Regions from separate parts of the Mus musculus genome. Here regions 2, 3 and 4 are each linked to region 1. Evidence: chromatin contacts called from public promoter capture Hi-C data. All regions are on one chromosome and are shown on one strand. The core of a region is the stretch at or near the end of the contact, and the rest is flanking DNA. Distances in the headings are between cores, read along the strand shown. Region 1 holds the start of Cdh5 (cadherin 5). Region 2 holds the start of Dync1li2 (dynein, cytoplasmic 1 light intermediate chain 2). Region 3 holds the start of Cmtm4 (CKLF-like MARVEL transmembrane domain containing 4). Region 4 holds the start of Nae1 (NEDD8 activating enzyme E1 subunit 1).

Region 1 (2,700 bases), core at 53-2,552:
GGAGGGAGTGATTGGCTACACCAACTTTGCTTTCGTTCACCAAGCCCATGTCTCTACTTGGGTGTCTAATGGGCATCTCCAACATTACCTACCCCAAACAGAAAACCCTTTCTTCCCCCCACCACACCCCACCCTACCCCCACAGTATTTTCTCCATGCCCGGAAAGATCTGCTCTCTTATGGTCCCTCTTTGCCTCACTGAAAAGCAGGACAAGTTGGGGACTTCCCAAACTTTTATGCATGAAGAAACCCAGGCAATTTGCCAAAAGGTACACTCTGGGGGTCTGTCATTTACTCTGAGCCAGAACCCTGAAATTTTTACTAACCCATCACATAATGAATGAAGAGAATCTTTTTCTTTTTTTTTTTTTTTCTTTTTTTTTGGTTTTTCGAGACAGGGTTTCTCTGTATAGCCCTGGCTATCCTGGAACACACTCTGTAGACCAGGCTGGCCTCGAACTCAGAAATCCACCTGCCTCTGCCTCCCGAGTGCTGGGATTAAAGGCGTGCGCCACCACGCCTGGCTGAATGAAGAGAATCTTGACCTCATCTCCCCAGCCTCTTGGTCCTGAGGGACCCTGGTCTACCTACTGCTTTGCTGTCTTCTTAGCTCTTCTTACTTTTTTGCTGACTCAGACCTATGGCTATCTCCATTATACAGATGAGGAGACTGAGGCATGGATCCCTGGTTGGTCCATGGTCACGTGAAGCCCATCACCCAGTATTTGTAAAGTGAGATGGGCCAGGCTGGTACCTTGGAACTGAAACTCACACTGCCCTACCTGGAAGAATCTGACAGGCAAAATCTGCTGCTGAAAGTGATTGTCTGTCACGTTTCTCAGCTGCCCGACTCTGAGAACTCCACAGCCCCCTTTCGTTCCACCATACTACAGAGTCGCCACGGAAAGCCGGCTCTGTGGAGAAGCTGAGGTAGCTGGGTTTCTGTCTGGGTTACTCTGTCCAGCGAGGAAACAAGTACCTTAGACCCACTAAGCCTCTGCTTTCTGAACTGTAAAGTGGGGGATATGACACCTGCCTCCCAGGGATGGCTGAATGCTCTGGCAGAAGCTTAGAGCCCCCACAGCTACCCCTAGGCTCACAGCTCCTCCGATGAGACCTAGAATTGAGGTATGAGTTGAATACCCCAGGCAGGTCCAAGGCTTCCACGGGCCCAGGCTGACCAAGCTGAGGCCGCCCACCGTAGGGCTTGCCTATCTGCAGGCAGCTCACAAAGGAACAATAACAGGAAACCATCCCGAGGGGAAGTGGGCCAGGGCCAGTTGGAAAACCTGCCTCCCTCCCAGCCTGGGTGTGGCTCCCCTCTCCCCTCCTGAGGCAATCAACTGTGCTCTCCACAAAGCTCGGCCCTGGACAGACTGCAGTGGAGAGAGCCTTCTGCTCACGGACAAGGTAAGTGAGACTCCCAAATCCCTCTCTACTCCTGTCTCATGGAGATAAAACTGGGAGAGTCCTGGCTTGCCCGTATGGGATGGCCACTGTAGGACTCTCAAGGGAACACAGCCTCTCCGGAGCCTGAGTCTCTCTGCTGGGGCCAGGGTAGGGCTAAAAAAAATGCATATCTCTTAGTGTGCAAGGACACAAACGGTTATCTCAGAACCAATGTTCAAGAAAGACTCAGCAGCCTTGTAAGTAGACTGTCGTACTCAGGGAAACTCCAGTGACCTGGAGCTTCTATGACTACCAGGCTCAAAGAGGATAGGATTTCCACTGTCACTCAGCAAGGACAAGGGCAGAGGACTGGAGTCTGGACCTTGGATTTGAGTAGGATCTGCTTTGTGTGGGATGGACAAATAACGGCTCTGTGATTCCCTTCCCTATCTACCAGGATTAGCTCTGCCTTCTGCCCAAAGGACAATCTGGTCCAGAGCTAAAGAGATAGATTTCCCAAGGTCTGACTTATATTCCCCTGCCCCGTTATCTCTACCTACAACACCTCGAGGGACTAGGGTGGGATTTGGGGAGCTGAAAGGGGTACTCGTTCCCTCTGTCAATATCTCCCACTTTCAAGATGGGCCTTCTGAGGTTCAGCTCTGGGCACTTGGAGTCCCATTTATGAGCCCTCTTCCCTCATCTCCCCTAGACTCTCAGAGCCTGCTTTGTGTTTCGGCAGTTGCAGGCAGGAAGGTAGCCTGTAGTTTCTCCCCCAACACCAGATACTCAGAGCCCAGAGCTCAAGAATTCTTGTGGCCGTACAGCTCAGCAAAGTCTCTGGAAGGCCCTAGAGACAAGGACCTCTGAGCCAAAAGCCCAGCTCAGAGACAGTGACCCTCGGCACTGATCCCAGCCTACTCACTTCGGTGTGGCCTTGGGACGGTAACCTAAGGTCTCCAAACCTTCATTAGGAGAGGACATTTTTGGATGCAATTCTATTCACAATCTGTGGTGAGCGGTGGAGATGGTTCATGCAGAAAGAATATTCCGACAAAACAATGGCTCCTGGATTTACTATCCAGTCCCAAGGAGGTAGATAGGGTAACTCTGTACTCAGAGACAACAACAGAGATCCAGAGGAGAGTTAGTGTGAAAATTGAGTCAGAATGACGATGGGAACTTAGATTTAGTCCTCCTCAGCACGGGCTCTTCCTGGAACCTGTGACTACATGGGGTCTCTGGCTTCTAGACCATAAAGTTGTAGAAACATCTTCAGTCCTTACTTGTGATATACACTCTTGGCTCTGG
Region 2 (2,700 bases), core at 148-2,647, 340 kb after region 1:
TGCCCAAACGATTCACCCTACTATCTTGATGTGCTTGCACCTAGGCAATTACCCTTCAAGATACCTGATTCCACAAGCGCTCTCTCAACACATCAAGCAGTGTGATGCGCCCACAGCAGTCTGCTCTTGACATGAGAGATGCGATGCAACCACGCACACATCTGCCTCGGCTCCACTGGGATTCTTTCAGGGTGTCTAAGACTGTCTGTACTGTCCCACTGCTCAGCCCTCATTTCCTACTCTACAAACAGCATTGCAGGTGAACGCATATAATCCCTTTCATTTGAAGGAGATAACTGAAGCCAGAGAGGTTAAATGACTGACTGGGCAACCCAGCAGTGAGGGCAGGATTTATGCAAGAAAGTTCCTGGGGCTGACTCCCAAGCTCTGCTGCCTGCCCATGAAGACTGAAGAAAAGACTTCGTCCATCTCCTCAGTTTCCCAGTCCAGGTCACCTACTTCCCTCATCTTCTCCATCCAGCCTGCACATCCTCTTTTTCCTTCCTCCACATCCTCAACTTGGTGAGCACAAGGCTAACCGATGAACCGAGTCAAGGCTGAAGAAGGCTCAGCCAAAAGACTGAAGGAATGTGCCCCAATGCCCCAAGCCCACATCACATCACTGGACTCCAAACGGAGCTGCATTCTAGGGGGTCAGTAGAGGTGTGGGCTTGGAGACTCAGCAGCTACCCTGCCAGAGTCCAGGGTGCCCTCCCAGGCAGGCAAGCGACAAGCAGGCGCTAAGGGTGGAGAAGCCTGGGAACCAGTGGGAGGGGCGCCGCCTGACCCACCCCTGCGCCCCAGGGCAGTACCCCGCTGCTCACCGAACACCAGAATGTTTTTGCCGGACGGCAGCTTGGACCTGGCACGGGTGGACACTTCGCTCAAGATCGAAGACCTGCGGCGACAATGACAAGAGTGGTCAGCGCGGGACCGCCTAGGACCGCTCGGCCCACGACTGCCCATCAATGTCTGCCCACGGTCCTGCCCGCTCCGGCCCGCTCCCGGTCCGGCCGCGCCATCTGCGGCTCTATACGCTCCTCACCATAGACTCTGGCCTTCCTCCTCTTCACTTGTCAGGTCGCCGGCGGCCGCCACTGCGGGCCCGTTGGGACCCAGCAGCAGCTTCTTCTCCACCCCCACCGGCGCCATCTTGCCAACTGCAGCCACAAAGAGGGCCCTCCCCCGGGCCCGCCGAGGACCCGCAAGGACCCCGGCCGGGCCGCGCTGCCCGCCCGCAACGCCGCAGAAGCTCCGTTATCCAGCGCGTCCCGACGGGCCCGCGGTGTCCTCGTGCGTCTGCGGGACGTGGGATCGCCGCAGCTAGGGACGTTGCTGGGTCAGGCAGCCAGCCGGACAGCCTTACGCGGGAGGTGGAGCCGCGGACGCCACCAGACCGAGAGCGCGCTGGCGACCCCTGCAGGGCAGCCTCTGATGCGGCAAGTCCAAGCTTTGGAATGAACTCAAGCTAGACAACCATATTTATAAAGCGATCTCATTGAATCTTGTTTAATTCTTAATAAGTGAGGTGAGGAAACTACAGCTCAGAAGTTTAAAAGAAAATGGGCCAAACATGAACGAAGATCCACAAAAAAATGACTGGACATAGATATTTGCATGTCCTGTCATACCAGCAATGGGCAGCTGGTGGGGGCGGGGAGGGGGGGAGGGGGAGGGATCAGAAGTCTTAGACTACTTGGTAAGTTTAAGTTGAGCATGAGCTATGTGAGAGCCTACTTCAAAAAAATTAATTTTAAAATGGTTGCACATGGTGTCACACGCCTTTAATCCCAGCATTCAGGAGGCAGAGGCGGGAGGAACTCTATACATTTGAAGCCATCCTGGTCTACATAGCAAGTTCGAGGGTAGCCAGGGCTACATAGTGAGACCCTGTGTGCCGGCTAGTTTTGTGTGTCAATTAGAGTCATCAGGGAAGAAGGAAGCTCAATTGAAGAAATGCCATTGTGGGTGGTGCCATGCCTGGGCTGGCTGAGCAAGCCAGTAAGCAGCACCCCTCCATGGCCTCTGCATCGGTTCCTGCCCCCAGGTTTTAGCCCTGCTTGAGACCCTGTCCTGACTTCCTCCAATGATGGATTATGATCTGGAAGGGTAAGATGAAATAAACTCTTTCCTTCCCAACTTGCTTTTGGTCATGGTATTTCATCACAGCACTAACCCTAAGATACCCTGTCTCAAAACAGCCCCAAGACCCAGTTCTAGAGGTGGTATCCTGCCACTTCCAGTCATTACTCTTTTAGTTTTACTTTTATTAAATGTGTATAGGTGCTTTGTCTGCTTGCATATCTGTCCACTATGTGTATGCAATGCCTGTGGAGGGCAGAAGAGAGTGTCTGAACCCCTTGTAACTGGGATTACAGATGGTTGTGAGCTGCCCTGTGGGTACTGGGAATTGAACCCAGGTCCTTTGGAAGAGTAGTTAATGCTCTTAACCGCTGAGCCATCTCTCCAGCCATGTTTCTTCAACTATTATATGGCTTAATTTTCAGGATGCTCATTGAAAGTTTATCACAAATCCTCAGAATGTTGTTTTTCATCTCCTCCTTTGTAGACTTTATTAAACTGTGAATGATTTTTACCACCACAGTTAACAATACTTTTGGCTTTGCTTTACCAATTTTATTGTTGTTGTTGTTGTTTGAGACAGGGTTTCTCTGTGTAGCCCTTGCTGTCTTCGAACTT
Region 3 (2,700 bases), core at 76-2,575, 290 kb after region 1:
TTCTCTGTCAGGGTGACAAGTCTATAAAGTTTTGAGGCCTCGGTGAAAGGCTACCTGTGACAGAGAATAGGAGGAATACAAAGGTTTTTTTTTTAAACTGGACTGTGCCCAGTCCACCACAAAGATAAACTACACTGCCCAAAGGGACCTGCTACAAAACCACAAAACCGAAACAGAACCCACAAGCCCCTGAACCAAACACTCTGGGGGGTCGCGGGGGGGGGGGGACCCACCAAGAAATGTGCTCTCGAATGCCTAAGTCCAACAGAAAGTTCCCCGTATCTGTCACCTCCCAAACTGGCCGCCCTCCCAGAGTGACTTAACTCTGGGTACCAATTTGGGCAGTCCCAAGAAGCCACCACCAGTGCTGAGACTACAGGATGCTATGAAGGAAGCCAACGTCCGCAGTAAAGACTGGAGGCTTTGTGGGTAGATCTGGACTCCCCCACTGCATCTGGGCTACACGCCTCCATTCAACAAATATTTATTGAGCATCCACCATCTGCTGGGCACCCTGCTAGGCGCCAGGGAGGAAACCATGCCACAGCCCCCGGCCTCTGTTAGCAGAGAACCGTCTGGGGGTTACGCGAGCCGGAAAACCTGCTACAAGTTGCTAAGCACAGTAGTAGCCAGGCGATGGCACGGCCCTCGCAACCGGCTCTGCGCACCAACCTCTTGTCGATGAAGCAGGGAGGGCACAGGTAGGCCCCGGAGCAGGTGTGCAGGCACCAGGCACCCCTGAGGCTTCGGAGCTGCAAAAGGCAGACTCCGGCCGAGGGCGCGGTCCCCAGAGGAGCAGGGACTGCAGCCCAAGGACCTCGGAGTACGGAGTGCGCGGAGCGGGGACCGCGCAGCCCGAACCCGACTCTGGTCGGCCGGGCCTTCCCCCGCGGCCGGGTGCGGGTAAAGAAGGCGCGGGCTAGGCCGCCGACCCGCCCGCTCGTACCTGGAGCCCCGCCCGGCACCTACCACTTGGGCGACCTTGAGGCGGCCGAGCGCGCCGCGCAGGTAGTCCGGGTCGCAGCGCAGGCCGGCCAGCCCGCGGCGCTGGCTCACCGGCTCGGTGGTGGGTTGGTACGGGCTGCTGGCGCCCGAGATCATGGAGGTGCTCGAGGCCTCGCCCTCGAAGCCGTCCAGCTCCTCGCCGCCCCGCATGCTGCCGCCCCGCGCGGCCGGTTCCCCCGGCGCCTGGAGCGGGCAGGCTCAGAGCGGCCGCCGCATCGCCGTCGCCAGACCACCCCACCGCCGCCGCCTCTGCGCCCGCCGCCCGCTGCGGCCGCGGCTCGGTCCGCTGGGGCTCGGCTCCCGCCGCCTCGGCAGCGGAAAGGGAGGGAGGCGGGAGCGGGCGCCGAGGGAAGGAGGCGGGAGCCGCGCGCCGGCCCGGAGGGGGCGGAGACTGCGGCCGGCGCGGGGAGGGGCGGGGCGCTGAGGGCTGGGGGCGGGGGGTCGTGGGGGAGAGGAGGGGCGTTGCAGGTTGGGGCGGGGCCGGTGAGGAGCCTTAGTCACGCCCCCACCACGCCCTCACCTGCTGGGCGTCTGGCCCAGACTCCGGGGTGGTCGCCGGCGGCCCTTGCAAGGAAAGGCCCAGACCAAAAGAGGGAAAAAGGGTGGAGAGAATGGAGACTGACCAAAGAGTCACAAAGCTGTTTTCTCTGCCCGCAGCCTTAGAGCCTGCTTTAGAGAAAGTGGGATCGTCTGCAGGTTTAAGTGTGTGTGTTCCCACGCTGGGCACACTGAGACAACCCTATTCTGTGTCAGAGGTACAGCCTGTGAGGGGGTGGGGGAGGTCGGGGTTAATGGAGCCCGCAGAATCCACACAACCCCAGTGTCAATTTGGGATCCAGCATGCTGGCATAGGAGAAATATATGAGCACACAGTAGGTGCTTGGCAACTAATATCAGTTCCCTATCCTGGCTGAGAAAAGTTTTGCTACCTCTAAGCATCAAGCTAGGCGACACTCAAATTTTGCCCTGGAGGCATTAATTATAGACCAATTTGTCATTCAAGTGTGAAGACTAATTTTAAGCTTAAGTAAAACACTAACTTTCTAAGAATTGTCACTTTGACACTGAACCTTTCAGCACCCTGAATACAGATCTGTTCCGGTCCTTGAGGAAGGCACCAAATGAAGTGTTATAATCATTACTATTTTACACAAGTGGAGACAAAGCTTTCAGAGTAGAAGTGGCTTGTCCAAGGGCACCAAATATTCAATGAGTAGAACACAAGGTCTATTTCCAAAGCTGAAAGGATACCAGCTTCAATATTTATATTATTTGACTTACTAAATATTTTGAGGGGGGGGGGACACTTACTGTAAGCTAAGCAATATGCTAAGAATTGAGGACAGGGATGTTGAGAAGTCTCAGTGGGTAAGAGTGTTTGCCACCAAATCTGACCACCTTTGTTTAGTTCCTGTGACCCATGGGTGAAAGAAGAGAGCCAGTCCTTACAAGCTGTCCTCTGGCCTCCAAAAGCACACACCAGAGTCCTGCCACCCCAAGGACAAATGTTAATAGCTTTTTTAAAAACTTGAAGACAGCCGGGCAGTGGTGGCACACGCCTTTAATCCCAGCAGTTGGGAGGCAGAGGCAGGCGGATTTCTGAGTTCGAGGCCAGCCTGGTCTACAGAGTGAGTTCCAGGACAGCCAGGGCTACACAGAGAAACCCTGTCTCAAAAAAACAAAACAATAAATCCT
Region 4 (2,700 bases), core at 176-2,675, 430 kb after region 1:
TTAAGAGAGGCGAGGGGATGGCAACACTTTGATACACTTAGCTGACACAGAGTATACTCAATAAGAAAGGAAGAAGGTGGGAAGAGACAAGGAAGGAGAAATAGCTAAAGAATCCACCGGATGGTTTAGATGTGCCCTGTCCAAATGGTTTCTGAGTACTAGAAATGCAGCTGGCATGAATTAAGACATTTTTAAAATGTGTATGATACCTGATTTATAAGACTCTGTGAACAACAACAACAAAAATAGCTTGGTAATTTTAACAATAATTACGTTGAAATTGTAATGTTTTGGAATACTAGGTTAGATAAACACTGTCAAATTTGATTCTGGGATTGGGGAATGTAGCTCAATTTGGCAAGCAGGCATGATGTCCAGAGTTCCAGCCTCAATACTTCATAAACCGGGTGTAATAGTCCACACTTATAATCTCAGCTGTTGGGGAAAAAGAGGCAGAAGGATTGCATCAAGTCTGAGCGCAGTCTGCTCTACATTGCAAGTCCAGGCGGCCACTCAAAGGTAAAAGACAAAAAAAAAAAAAAAAAGGGGTGGGGTGGGGGAGCAAAAACTTATTTTTGAGTCTGGCTGGGCAGTGAGCATCTTCAATCTCAGCACTTGAGACCTGGGACGTAGGCGCTTGAGTTCAAGACTGGCCTACTTAAGACCATGTCTCTATATAAACGAGAGGGGTGGGGAGAACTAGTAGCAAAACTTATTTTCCTGTCTCTTTATTCTCCCGGTTCCCAAGGTCTTCCAATGGAGGCCAGGCTGGCTTTCAGTTTCCGATCCACCTGCCTCTGCTTCTCAAGTCCTTGGGATTACCATGTCTAGCTTCTTTTAACTTTATTTGAAAGGTGCCTACTGGAAAATGTGTAATTACGAACACGGTTTGCTCCGATAAAGCTAGCATGACGCATTTCTATTGGCCAGCGCGGGCGTAGACCAATACCTGCCGGGGCGCAGCGCTCGGCGGTCGGGCAGGATGGGGTGCTCCCACCCCCCTCGTTTAGCGAACGAGTAGGGAGGGCCTGCCGAGACTGTGCAGCCCAGTGGGTTGGCGGAGACACCGCGCACCGCAAACCGCGGACAGCCAGCCGTGCGGGAAGGGGCGAGCCGGCCTTCGCCGAACACTCGGGCCAGTGGCCGGATCCCAGAGCGCCGGCTCCCCACGCCCTGCACGGCCGGCCGCAGCCGCAGGCCCGTGGGAGGCCGGCCTACCCGGCCTAGGCACTTAGGCCCCGCGGGTGTCAGGAGAGCCCGCCAGCCTGGCCGGCTTGCTCACTCGTAAACCCCGGCTCACCTCAGCTGCCGGTCGTACTTTTGCTCCTTGAGTATCTTCCCTGGCTGCGCCATGGCCGCGCCTGGCCCGCGAACAGCAAAGCCGCCTAAGGAGGCCGCCACCCACTCGGCCTCACGCAGGCGCACTAAGCGCCCTCCTCCAGCGCGCAGCCAGTAGGGGGCGCCGACGCTGCACTGCGCACGCGTCACTGGGAAGCCGGGGGAAACCTGAGGTTGAGTTCCACAGAATGTTTCTCTCTCTCTACCTGCAGTAATTGTGGAGAACTCCGACTTTTAAATCGAGTGATAATCCTTATCACTGATAAACCTTAGTCCTCTTCTGGGTGAGTTCACCGTTCCTGAGACTCCTCCAAGAGGAACAATACACCAGCATACTTGTATATAGTATTCTATATAGAGAAGCTACCCTGATGGGTAGACAGAGGGGCCCCACCCCACGGCTTCCCTCCAAGAATTGTTCCCCGTGGTGACGCAAGGGAAAGGGGGTTTTGAACGAGATGAAACGGCATCAGGAGACAAATGAGAAGTGGACTTGGGGGACGGGAGGGTGTCTGAGAAGCAGCCAGAGTTGCCTGTGAAGCCCATGAACAAGGAGGAAATTAAAGCTATCATCGATTCATGTGACACAGGATGACTGTCCCTTGGTGGCCGATGCTAAGGAAGGAGCTTATGAGCAAGTTGAGGACAAGAGGGAAGAAGAGGCTTGCTGACAAGTAAGAATTGCTTTCCTCTATCCCAAATCCTAGAGGAGTCTCCAGATTCATGATTGCCAGATGCACTTGCACGTCCTGAGATTATTATCCCAGCACATGATGAGTGTACATCCACACATAAAATCCTTCCAGCCTTGTGGGGTGAGGGACCAAAGAGACGGCTCCATTTGACAGTAATATTGCAGTGCTAACAAATGCACTTCCCCTGGGCACAGTGTTAGGACACAAGGTGAGGGGACACCCTGCTGTGACCTCCCTCCCCCAACCCCTATGGAACCCAACTGATGGGAGAAAAGGGGCGTTAGGCGTTCCCAGCTCATTATGTGCTTGTGCATGTCTGTCAGTTGTCACATTCCCTCTCCAGTTAGACAGGTGAAACGTGAGCGATATAAAATACACCCAGGGAATGTGAGAAGGTCAAAAGTGAAAGTGAAAGTTCACTACATAGCCTTGCATACACCTTGGCCCCAGGAAAGGAAAGATGGACAAATGTAATTGGAAACAACAACATCAGGGGCCGAGGGTGCTGTACTGCCTGCGACTGTGTGATTTTGAGAAGCATTCAGTTGTTAGTAAGTGGACAAGGATACCTCAGAGCATGCACTTCTTACAACTTTTTAATGTTTATTGATTGGTGTGTGTGCAAGAATGCCATCATGCACTCGTGGAGGACAGAGGACCATTTGCA

Evidence for each region. Promoter capture Hi-C pulls out the DNA fragments that hold promoters and counts their contacts. Capture Hi-C pulls out chosen DNA fragments and counts their contacts.
Region 2: a contact with region 1 is called in a promoter capture Hi-C map of pancreatic islet. The contact joins the promoter of Dync1li2 here to the promoter of Cdh5 in region 1. A contact is called at or near these places in 8 of 39 promoter capture datasets (the C10 cell line, the HPC-7 cell line, cranial neural crest and 4 more), 2 of 484 Hi-C or Micro-C datasets (B cells and cerebral cortex), 2 of 115 datasets of contacts at active chromatin or transcription factors (both in bone marrow-derived macrophages) and 3 of 9 other capture datasets (adipose tissue, liver and pancreatic islet).
Region 3: a contact with region 1 is called in a promoter capture Hi-C map of pre-B cells. The contact joins the promoter of Cmtm4 here to the promoter of Cdh5 in region 1. A contact is called at or near these places in 1 of 39 promoter capture datasets (pre-B cells), 1 of 484 Hi-C or Micro-C datasets (cortical neurons), 2 of 115 datasets of contacts at active chromatin or transcription factors (microglia and pancreatic cancer cells) and 1 of 9 other capture datasets (liver).
Region 4: a contact with region 1 is called in a promoter capture Hi-C map of pre-B cells. The contact joins the promoter of Nae1 here to the promoter of Cdh5 in region 1. A contact is called at or near these places in 3 of 39 promoter capture datasets (cranial neural crest, pre-B cells and second pharyngeal arch cranial neural crest), 4 of 115 datasets of contacts at active chromatin or transcription factors (bone marrow-derived macrophages, embryonic stem cells, pancreatic cancer cells and 1 more) and 3 of 9 other capture datasets (adipose tissue, liver and macrophages).

Annotation. Positions count from the first base shown.
Region 1 is chr8:104,100,323-104,103,022 of GRCm38.p6, forward strand. It overlaps Cdh5 (cadherin 5), which reads left to right and starts at 1,303. Exons shown (of 12, transcript NM_009868.4): 1 at 1,303-1,410. The region is part of intron 1 of Gm29682 (predicted gene, 29682); the gene reads right to left.
Region 2 is chr8:104,441,650-104,444,349 of GRCm38.p6, forward strand. Dync1li2 (dynein, cytoplasmic 1 light intermediate chain 2) reads right to left here and starts at 1,398. Exons shown (of 13, transcript NM_001013380.2): 1 at 1,046-1,398; 2 at 825-898. The coding sequence starts at 1,152.
Region 3 is chr8:104,394,482-104,397,181 of GRCm38.p6, forward strand. Cmtm4 (CKLF-like MARVEL transmembrane domain containing 4) reads right to left here and starts at 1,326. Exons shown (of 4, transcript NM_153582.5): 1 at 970-1,326. The coding sequence starts at 1,155.
Region 4 is chr8:104,533,212-104,535,911 of GRCm38.p6, forward strand. It overlaps Nae1 (NEDD8 activating enzyme E1 subunit 1), which reads right to left and starts at 1,426. Exons shown (of 20, transcript NM_144931.3): 1 at 1,301-1,426. The coding sequence starts at 1,353. It also overlaps a transcript of Car7 not described here.